Regions from separate parts of the Zea mays genome. Here region 1 is linked to region 2. A link is a contact called in public Hi-C data. All regions are on one chromosome and are shown on one strand. Each heading gives the region's core, a stretch centred on a gene start, on an enhancer-like site or on the middle of the called end of the contact. The rest is flanking DNA. Distances are from core to core; before and after follow the strand shown.

What was found. Hi-C and Micro-C count contacts between places; a contact is called where the count stands out from the background.
Region 1: a contact with region 2 is called in a Hi-C map of ear, with 2.5 times the contacts expected there. The contact joins the promoter of LOC542743 here to the promoter of LOC100501808 in region 2. A contact is called at or near these places in 2 of 25 Hi-C or Micro-C datasets (ear and tassel).

The regions. Positions count from the first base shown.
Region 1 is chr3:229,361,551-229,366,221 of Zm-B73-REFERENCE-NAM-5.0, reverse strand. LOC542743 (etched 1) reads left to right here and starts at 2,715. Exons shown (of 4, transcript NM_001322848.1): 1 at 2,715-2,943; 2 at 3,019-3,106; 3 at 3,777-3,905; 4 at 4,051-4,327. The coding sequence starts at 2,783. The coding sequence ends at 4,173. LOC103651583 (iron-sulfur cluster co-chaperone protein HscB homolog) reads left to right here. Exons shown (of 6, transcript XM_008677242.3): 2 at 661-757; 3 at 847-936; 4 at 1,242-1,307; 5 at 1,602-1,670; 6 at 1,773-2,195. The coding sequence ends at 1,910. LOC100273892 reads right to left here. Exons shown (of 2, transcript NM_001353584.1): 2 at 4,628-4,671.
Region 2 is chr3:228,705,286-228,709,859 of Zm-B73-REFERENCE-NAM-5.0, reverse strand. LOC100501808 (Aspartyl protease family protein 2) reads left to right here and starts at 2,272. Exons shown (of 1, transcript NM_001196463.2): 1 at 2,272-4,105. The coding sequence starts at 2,294. The coding sequence ends at 3,751.

The sequences.
Region 1 (4,671 bases), core at 1,466-3,965, 660 kb before region 2:
CAGAAGTTCGGTTTTCGGTATCGTAATCGGTTTTCACCGTATACCGAACCGAAATACCAAAAAAACTGAATACCAAACTTTATCAATTCTAAAATTTGACTTTTCGATTATGTGAACTAAATGTGTGAAGCAATTAAATTGTTATTCACTTATTTATATGTGATGTATGATGTATCTCTAAATATTTGTACCTATATAATTTTTACTTTTTAAAATTATGTGTAATCTATCGTATAAACTTGTTGTATGTGTTGTTTTGAGTATAAGTTTGGTATTCGGTTTTTACCAAAAAACCGAAGTAAAAAACCGAAACCGAAGTTCTCGGTTTTCATTTTCTAGAAAACCGATTGGTTTCTAATGTCTAGAAAACCGAAGTTTTTTAAAACTGAAAAACCGAACCGAAATATAAAAAAAAACCGAATGTCCAGCCCTAGTTAATATGTTGTTCTCCATATTTGTACCATAGTTAGTTATTGATTAACTTATCTGGAGATTAGTTCATAAAGTTATGTTTGTTTGCGATGTAGAAGAGTTCTCTACGCTTATTAAAAGGTAATGAAACTTCAACATGATTTAAGGTTCTGCTATTTTTGCTTTCCTTGTAATGTTTCTGTGCCACTGAACATATGGTGCTGATGTTTTTCTTGTTGGTTTCTTTAGAAAAAGAGAGTATAATATAACGGATAATAACTTGGAAGGGAAGTACAAGGACTGGCAGAAGAAGTTACATCCTGACCTAGTTCACTCGAAATCTGAGGTCTCTGTCCACCTAACGTTCATAGAATTATCCATATTTAATGTTAGCATCTCTAAATCACTTCTGAATGGATTATATTTATTATTTAGAAAGAGAGGGGCTATGCTGCGGAGCAGTCAGCACTTGTGATCGATGCATACCGCACACTCAGCAAACCTTTATCAAGGGCATTGTACTTGGTGAGTTTGTCCAGCAATGCTTAAAGTTTCAGCGATGTGTAATAATGAAACATGTATGCCTAGATTCATCTTGTTTTAATGTATTTCAAAGTTGTCTGGTTGACTCTTCAGTCTTCACCTATGTGTACATGAAAAGAAATACGGAGTAACAAGTAATCACAACTTTGTGCTGGGTGTATTGATTGTAGTGATGTGGTACTTACATCCTTTAATTTTCTCTGTTGGAAGTTTCTCCACTATGAATAATCACAATCATTTTACTCATCTTTGGAAGCATCTCATCTGTACTAACTTTTTTTTGGCAGTTGAAACTCGAGGGTATACATGTGGATGAAGAAAAGACTATCAATGATCCAGAACTTCTTATGGAGGTAATTTCATTCATCTTGGAAATTGGAATACACGTGCTGGCATGCAGTAAATATAACCATCCTTCTCATTTCATGTATCTTTTGATAACTGTGAATAACATTGCAACAATTGGAAGTTTGGAACACACATTCAATGTGTTAAACATCCTATGTAAAGTACATTAAAATGAATGAACTCTGAATTGAGATGAATACAACAACACAAACGGTTTATTTATGTACATCTTATTCCATTAACTTACACGAAATGAAGATGACAATGTTCTCCATAAATCAATAACAAATCGCTTGCAGATGATGGAGATACGGGAAGCTGTCAGTGATGCCAGTGATTCTCAAACCCTGGAGAAGATCCAATCTCAGGTTCTGATCTCTGAATAAAGCTACACGTGCCATAACATAACCAGGGAGCATGATTGCGTCGCAATGGTTTCTGGTCTCATAGCCTTGTGTTCCCTTTTCCAGATTAAGGCAAAGCTCGAAACCTGGTCCGATTCCTTCCAGGAGGCATTTGACAGGAAGGATTTTGACCGTGCGGTGGAAGCCACACAGAGAATGAGGTACTATGAACGTGCAGTGGAAGAAACAGTGAAGAAGCTCTGAGCCTCTGATCTTCTGTTACAGCTGCCAAAGGTGGTGAGGCTTGTGTCTTTTCGTACGGTTCCTTGCAGATCCCCCTGTGCTCACGCAGCTACATTGCAACAGTAACATAGTACAGAGTAGGTCATTTTTTTTACTTATACGTTGCAATGTATTATATGACTACATTGGAATATGTTACTGTAGCTACATTGCAACAGTAATATATATGACTACACAAGACCATACGTTGTAATGCTAAATTCCAAATGTATCCATGGCTGGTGCACCGCAGGTAATTTTTTTTTACTTATACTTCCCACAATTCCAAATGCATCCTTGGCTTTCCAATAAAACAAAACTAAAAGAGTAGATAGGGATTCAGATTAAGGCTTTGATGCCATATATTTATAGAGCGCAAACCCTTGTATTCTGCTGTGGCTTGTGGGTTTGTTGGAATGTACCATTGCTGGTTACGTGGATGTGATGCATGTTATGTGAGGATGTTCTACCCGGATCAAAAGGCCGTTGATGACAATAATGTACGATGAGAGGGACAGACTCAGATACCGTCGGGTTCGAGGATGTGTTTGTTTGCGAGATAGCTAAGAACAGGCCTGGGGACAATATTGAGATAAATCTTATCTTAACATCTGACTCTGAAACAAACAACCTTATTTAAGGAACTATCTCGTTATATTCATTACCACCATAGCAGAAGCAGCGAGAGCACAAGAACCATCGCCGCCGGGACCGTGACGCTGGACGGCCTGAAGCGGCTGCGGGGAGGGGTGTTAAACGGGCCTTTCCTGGGCTACGGTGGACAGCCCAGTTACTAAGTTAACCCTCGCTCTTCCTTTCCCCTCGGTTCTCGTTGTCTGACAGGCAAAGCGGCTATGACGACAACGGCCGCCGGGTACGGCTGCTGCTGGGCGGGGATTCCGCCCTTCGCGTTGTTGCCGCGGATTCTCTCGACCCGCCGGGAGACTCCTCCTCCTCCTCCTCCTCGCGCTTCCCTTGTCGCCTCCTCCTCGAAGCTCAGGGCGCTGGCACCACGGTGCGCTCCGTTCTAGCTCGTTCGTACCGGCTCGTCTCGGTTCGCGGGTGTCTAAGCTCGTCTCTCTTCGTGCAGGCTGAGAGTTTCGAACCGTCCAAGGAGGCTCATTGTCTCCGCTTCCTCCTCCGGCGAGGCCAATTCGGACGCGGCGCCGTCGCCAACGGTCAGCGCTCTCTATCTTTCTTCTCTATGATGTTTCCAGATTGTCAGGGTGAATTGATTTGGGTTATGGATGTGCTCCGTGTTGCCTGGAATCATTCAGTGAATGCGATTATATAGGGAATGATTTGGATTGGGTAGCCACCAGCAACGGGGAAACAGTAATTGCTTGGGCTTTTGGACCACTGTTTATTATTAACCCTGAAATTGGATAACTGACGAGATTCAACTTTAATGATTCATATAGTCAGAATATTTGTGGTTTTCTAGCACCACACATCTGCTTTGTCCATTGTATGACTGGCGTACGTTGTTCATTTGAAATTGCTAGTTCTTTCCTGAGATTGTACTTTGTGTGCATTTCTTGTAGGTCTTTCGTTGCTTGTGTGTCTTGCAGATTATGGCATTCAGAGAACATCACTTTTTGTAAATTTGGCAGGTTGATCGCATACATATGTGAGCATATGAAAAAGAAATGATATTATATAATTCAGCGGTTTATTGCATGAAAGACAACATAACAGATTGCTTGCTGATTGAGGAACAAACTAGGTTCAGAAATGAATAACAAGTGCTCAACTTTGCTGGTAGATTGATTACTGAAGCGGCAAACTGCACACTAGTTTATAGGCCGGAATCTCCTTAATGTACATGTTATTCGTGTGATGTTTCAGGAAGCCGCTATTGATATAAAGCTTCCTAGAAGAAGCTTGCTTGTTCAATTTACATGCAACGCATGTGGCGAAAGGACCAAGCGCTTGATAAACAGAGTAGCCTATGAAAGAGGCACAGTTTTTCTTCAGGTAAACACTTCTTTCCATGTAAATGCAAAATCCAGACCTACTGCAGCTTTGTTTATTTTGGTCCGCTGTATGAGAAAAGCCCACATTCATATGTTTGACGACACATGCCGTAAATTTATGTTCTAACATACACTGCACAAAACAGTGTGCAGGGTGCCAGGTGTACCATAAGTTTGTTGATAATCTTGGGCTAGTTGTTGAGTATGATCTACGAGAAGAAAACGAGCTACAAGGAGAAAATGCGGTGGACACCAGTTCTGAAGATTGATCTGCTGTGAGAAGCGGTGTTGGTATGCAAAACGCCCTGTACTCTGTAGGTTTTTGACAACATTGGTTATTTGTATAGCATAAAAATGGCACTTTTTAAAGTTGTTGCACATACTCATCTGAAATTCTGAATACAGCAGGGCCTACATTGTACTTCTTACAACGTGATATTTATATACTACTCTATTAAGAACCTAATATAAGCACCTAGTGCTACCACGACTTCACCCTCTACGTTGATACTCTGGACCTGCCTCAGGCATCCCGCCCTAGGCACCGTTCCCTGTGGGCCCAGCGCCCACACAGCGTTCTCTCAGCTACTTAATTGTGGACCCCCAGCATCCGCGCGCAGCCACCACACCACGCAAAAATAGTGCAGAACAAACACTTGAACTCACGCTTCGTTGCTCTAGAAATTTAGGACTAACCACCAAACCACACATAATTTGGTGTTTAGAAATAAACAATAATTATATTTGAATAAATATCTTAATACCTA
Region 2 (4,574 bases), core at 1,023-3,522:
GAGCGCTAGAGTACTCCAACGGTGCACTCCACGTCTTCCCTCCCCTGTTACTATTTATGCACTAAGGGCAACAGTTGCCCTCTACCACCTGCAACTGCAACGGCCATCTCTATCGAGCCCCCTAGCGAACAGACCTCTTCTCTCTCCCTTTAGAACTGGCGTGTCACTGTTCACGCGCCCTGACACTATTTGGTACTGCAGCTGTGGACCCGCGATGAATTGTTAGTAGATGAAAATTGATAGTAGATAAAAAGTAGGTATAGAAAATAATATTTTATATTTGTACTCCTAAAAATCAAGGAGGCTTAAGGGTTTTGAATTTGGAATATATGAATGATGCCTTGTTGTCAAAGTGGCTTTGGAATTTGGAAAATTCAAATGGTTTATAGCAAAAGATCATTGCAAAAAAATATATTAACGGAAAACCTCTTATCTGAGTTAAGCAAAGACAGAATGACTCTCAGTTTTGGAAAAAACTTTTAAGTCTCAGAGATGTTTTCTTTAAATACTGTAAAGTTATTGTTGGTAATGGTTGTAAAACTAGTTTCTGGAAAAATTCTTGGATTGGTGATTGTCCTTTGGCAGTTAAATTTCCTGTTCTGTTTGACTTGGCTCTTGATAAGGATATTTCGGTTAATAAGGTCTTATCCTCAAATTTTGATGCTCTTTCCTTGAGAAGAAGAATGATGGGTAATCTTCAAGTACTTTATGGTGAATTAGTTTATTTATATGCTCAATATAATTTGTCAGTTCAAGAGGACAGAGTGAGATGGTGTATGGGTAACAAAGGTTTTACTGTTAATTCTTTATATAAGAAAAATTCGATTGATCAGGCGGCTGTTCCTTACAGGTTCTTGTGGAAATCTAAGTTACCACAAAAAAAATCAAAGTCTTCATCTGGCTGTTGGTAAGAAATAAAATTCTTACAAAAGACAATCTGAAAAAAAGAAATTGACATGGCTCTAGTGAATGCTGTTTTTGTGGAGGTCTAGAATCGATTGAACATTTGTTCTTTAAATGTTTCATTGCTAGATTTGTATGGAGAGTGATTCAAATTGCCTTAAATCTTGATTTCATTCCAAAAAGCATTGGGGATCTTTGTGACAGATGGCTGAACAAATCTAAAGACAGAATCTCCAATTTAATGATATTTGGGGGTGGAGCTATTTTTTGGGCTATTTGGAGAACCAGAAATGATTGGTTTTTTTGATAAAATTCTCCTTGATCCTGCTAACATAATATTTCTCTGTTGCTTTTGGCTAGATTCTTGGGCTATTCGTCAGAGAGAGAAGGAAAAATAGATGGTGGTCCAAGGAAGCCGGCTAATCGGAAAGATAGCAAGTGAAGTGATGTGTTGGTCGTTTGGGTGGTGCCCGATAGATCGCCGCATTTCTAGATGAAGGGTGATTTTGGCGCATTTTATGTGGTTGGCTGTCGCTCAATCTCTAGGTTATCCTTTTGGTGAACTAGTTAACTCTGGCTTGTTAGCTTCGTAGCTGCACTTTTATTTTCATCCGTTGTAATAAGCTTTGCTTAAAAACTATGGTTTCGTCTGGATAGATGATTAGTGGAGACTGATCCTTGCTTGTTTAATGCGATAGTGTGAAGGGTTTAGCATCACTAGGTGCTCTTTTGTCGATGGGTTGTAGCTCATCGTTTTGGTTTGTAATGACTCATCCTATTTTTTAATGAAATATGGGGCTCTGCCCCTTCGTCAAAAAAGTGGGGTATAGGAGAAGTGTTTAGGGTGAACCGCTGCGGGAGATAAAAAAGTAGTGATGGACTGTTGATGATGTGACATAAAAAAGTGATACATGGGAGAAAAATTTAGGAGAAATCGCTGCGAATAGTCTTAGCAGGCGGACCGGCAAACGATCTGCAGAAGAAGATTTGTTCGAGAATTTTATTTTAGGAAAAAAGATGACCGAACTGAATCACACGTTGATGGTGCTGAGTTTGAAGCACAGCCAATACGAGTCACACGGCACCGTCGGCACGGCAACGCGTCTGCAGCAGGAGCGGGTCATATCGTATCCAGACCAGAGCCAGTTTCCACCCGCCCGCAGCCAACATTTATTCCGCGTCGCCCCGATGCAAGCGGCACGGCACCGAAACATCCTCCGCAGATGCACCTCAATTAACTGCTAGGGCTAGCCGAGTATAATCACCACTGGTAGTCCTAGCACCAGCCCACCGCAGCGCCGCTCACCGTCTCCATTTAATTAATCCCCCTCCTCCCTTCATATATGCCTTGCCACCAACTCCCTCTGCCAGTACACTCCACTTGCTAGCCATGACGACCCTCGCCGCGCTGCTCCTTCTGGTTGCCGCTTCCAATGTCGTCAAGGCCGTGGAGTACCACAGCTTTGTAGCCACCCCGCTGTCTCCCCACTTGTACACCGCTCCGTCCTTGGACGCGGACGAGGATGTCTTCGGCGGCAGCCTTGCCGTCGCGGAGGAGGCGGCCGCGGCGTCAGACTCGGCCGTGCACTTCCGCGTGGTCCACCGGGACACCTTCGCGGTGAACGCCACCGCGGGCGAGCTGCTGAAGCACCGTCTGCAGCGGGACAAGCGTAGGGCGGCGCGGATCTCGGAGGCGGCCGGCGCCGGCGGTGGCAACGGGAGAAAGGGCGTCGCGGCGCCGGTGGTCTCGGGGCTGGCGCAGGGGAGCGGGGAGTACTTCACCAAGATCGGGGTGGGCACGCCGGCCACGCAGGCGCTGATGGTGCTGGACACCGGCAGCGACGTGGTGTGGGTGCAGTGCGCGCCGTGCCGGCGGTGCTACGAGCAGTCGGGCCCGGTGTTCGACCCGCGGCGCTCGAGCTCGTACGGCGCCGTGGGCTGCGGCGCGGCGCTGTGCCGCAGGCTGGACTCGGGGGGCTGCGACCTGCGGCGCGGGGCGTGCATGTACCAGGTGGCCTACGGCGACGGCTCGGTGACCGCGGGCGACTTCGTGACCGAGACGCTCACCTTCGCGGGAGGCGCCCGCGTGGCGCGCGTGGCGCTCGGGTGCGGCCACGACAACGAGGGCCTGTTCGTGGCCGCGGCGGGGCTGCTGGGGCTCGGGCGCGGCGGGCTGTCGTTCCCGACCCAGATCTCCCGCCGCTACGGCCGGAGCTTCTCCTACTGCCTCGTCGACCGCACCTCCTCCGGCGCGGGCGCCGCGCCGGGCTCCCACCGGTCCTCCACCGTCAGCTTCGGGGCGGGCTCCGTCGGCGCGTCGTCGGCGTCCTTCACCCCGATGGTCCGCAACCCGCGCATGGAGACGTTCTACTACGTGCAGCTGGTGGGCATCAGCGTGGGCGGCGCGCGCGTCCCGGGCGTGGCCGAGTCGGACCTCCGGCTGGACCCGTCCACGGGCCGCGGCGGCGTGATCGTGGACTCGGGCACCTCCGTGACCCGCCTCGCCCGCGCGTCCTACTCCGCGCTCCGCGACGCGTTCCGCGCCGCCGCGGCGGGGGGGCTCCGGCTCTCCCCCGGCGGGTTCTCGCTGTTCGACACGTGCTACGACCTGGGCGGGCGCAGGGTGGTGAAGGTGCCGACCGTGTCGATGCACTTCGCGGGCGGCGCCGAGGCCGCACTGCCCCCCGAGAACTACCTCATCCCCGTGGACTCCAGGGGCACCTTCTGCTTCGCGTTCGCGGGCACCGACGGCGGCGTGTCCATCATCGGCAACATCCAGCAGCAGGGGTTCCGCGTGGTGTTCGACGGCGACGGCCAGCGCGTGGGGTTCGCGCCCAAAGGCTGCTGAGAGCCCCCAGGCCGGAGTGGTGAACCCGTCCTCTCTCGAGCGAGGAGAGAGAGAATTAATTAGCGAGTGATTAGCTGGTAATCAAGTGAGCCGCCTTGTTAGTCATAATTAATGGATGCGGTGGCTTGTGGGTTTGCTTTGCTTGGCCTTGGATGCTGTGCTGTTAAAAAAAACGCGGGCACTGGGCACTTGTCAGAGTTGTCTTGTGTCTCTCTGACAGTGCTGTGTAGTAGTTTGGTTGGATGCGCGAGAGGAGGGAAGATATCAGCAGCAGCAGGCGGTTGGTCGATGAATGGCTGTAAAAGGCACTGTCAAAAGTGTTGGGGTTATAAAAAAAGCGGCGCTTTTAACTTTAAAAAATGTTGGCTTTGTGCTGCTGGACATGCTGCGTGGTTAAAACCCCAGCCAAAGTACCCACGCGCAGGGGGTTTTGAGTTGGGGGGCTATGCGTCGGGTGCGGGCTGCGCTGCGAGAGCGAGAGAGCAGCAGGTAGATTAGATAGATGCACAGCGAGTGCACACCGCGTCACTTGGAAGTTTTCTAACGGTCCAGTGAGGTGAAGATATTTGCCTTTGCCAGTGCGGGGCGCAACTGCACGGCACGCCTGGATGTGGCCCCCGCCGCCTGCTTGCTTCCCGTGCTCTCCTGTGGACCCTCGTGGCTTGCGTGACTGAGAGGTGGGGGTCTTTTATTTTATTTGCTCGAAACCCGGATGGGCACGGGCCGCCGCTCCACCACCCGTCCCGTGCCGGGGTGGAGACTGGAGAGACTGCCAAGCGCCGAACTGTGTTGGGTGGAGCCGTGGAGGAACGTTGGTGCGCGA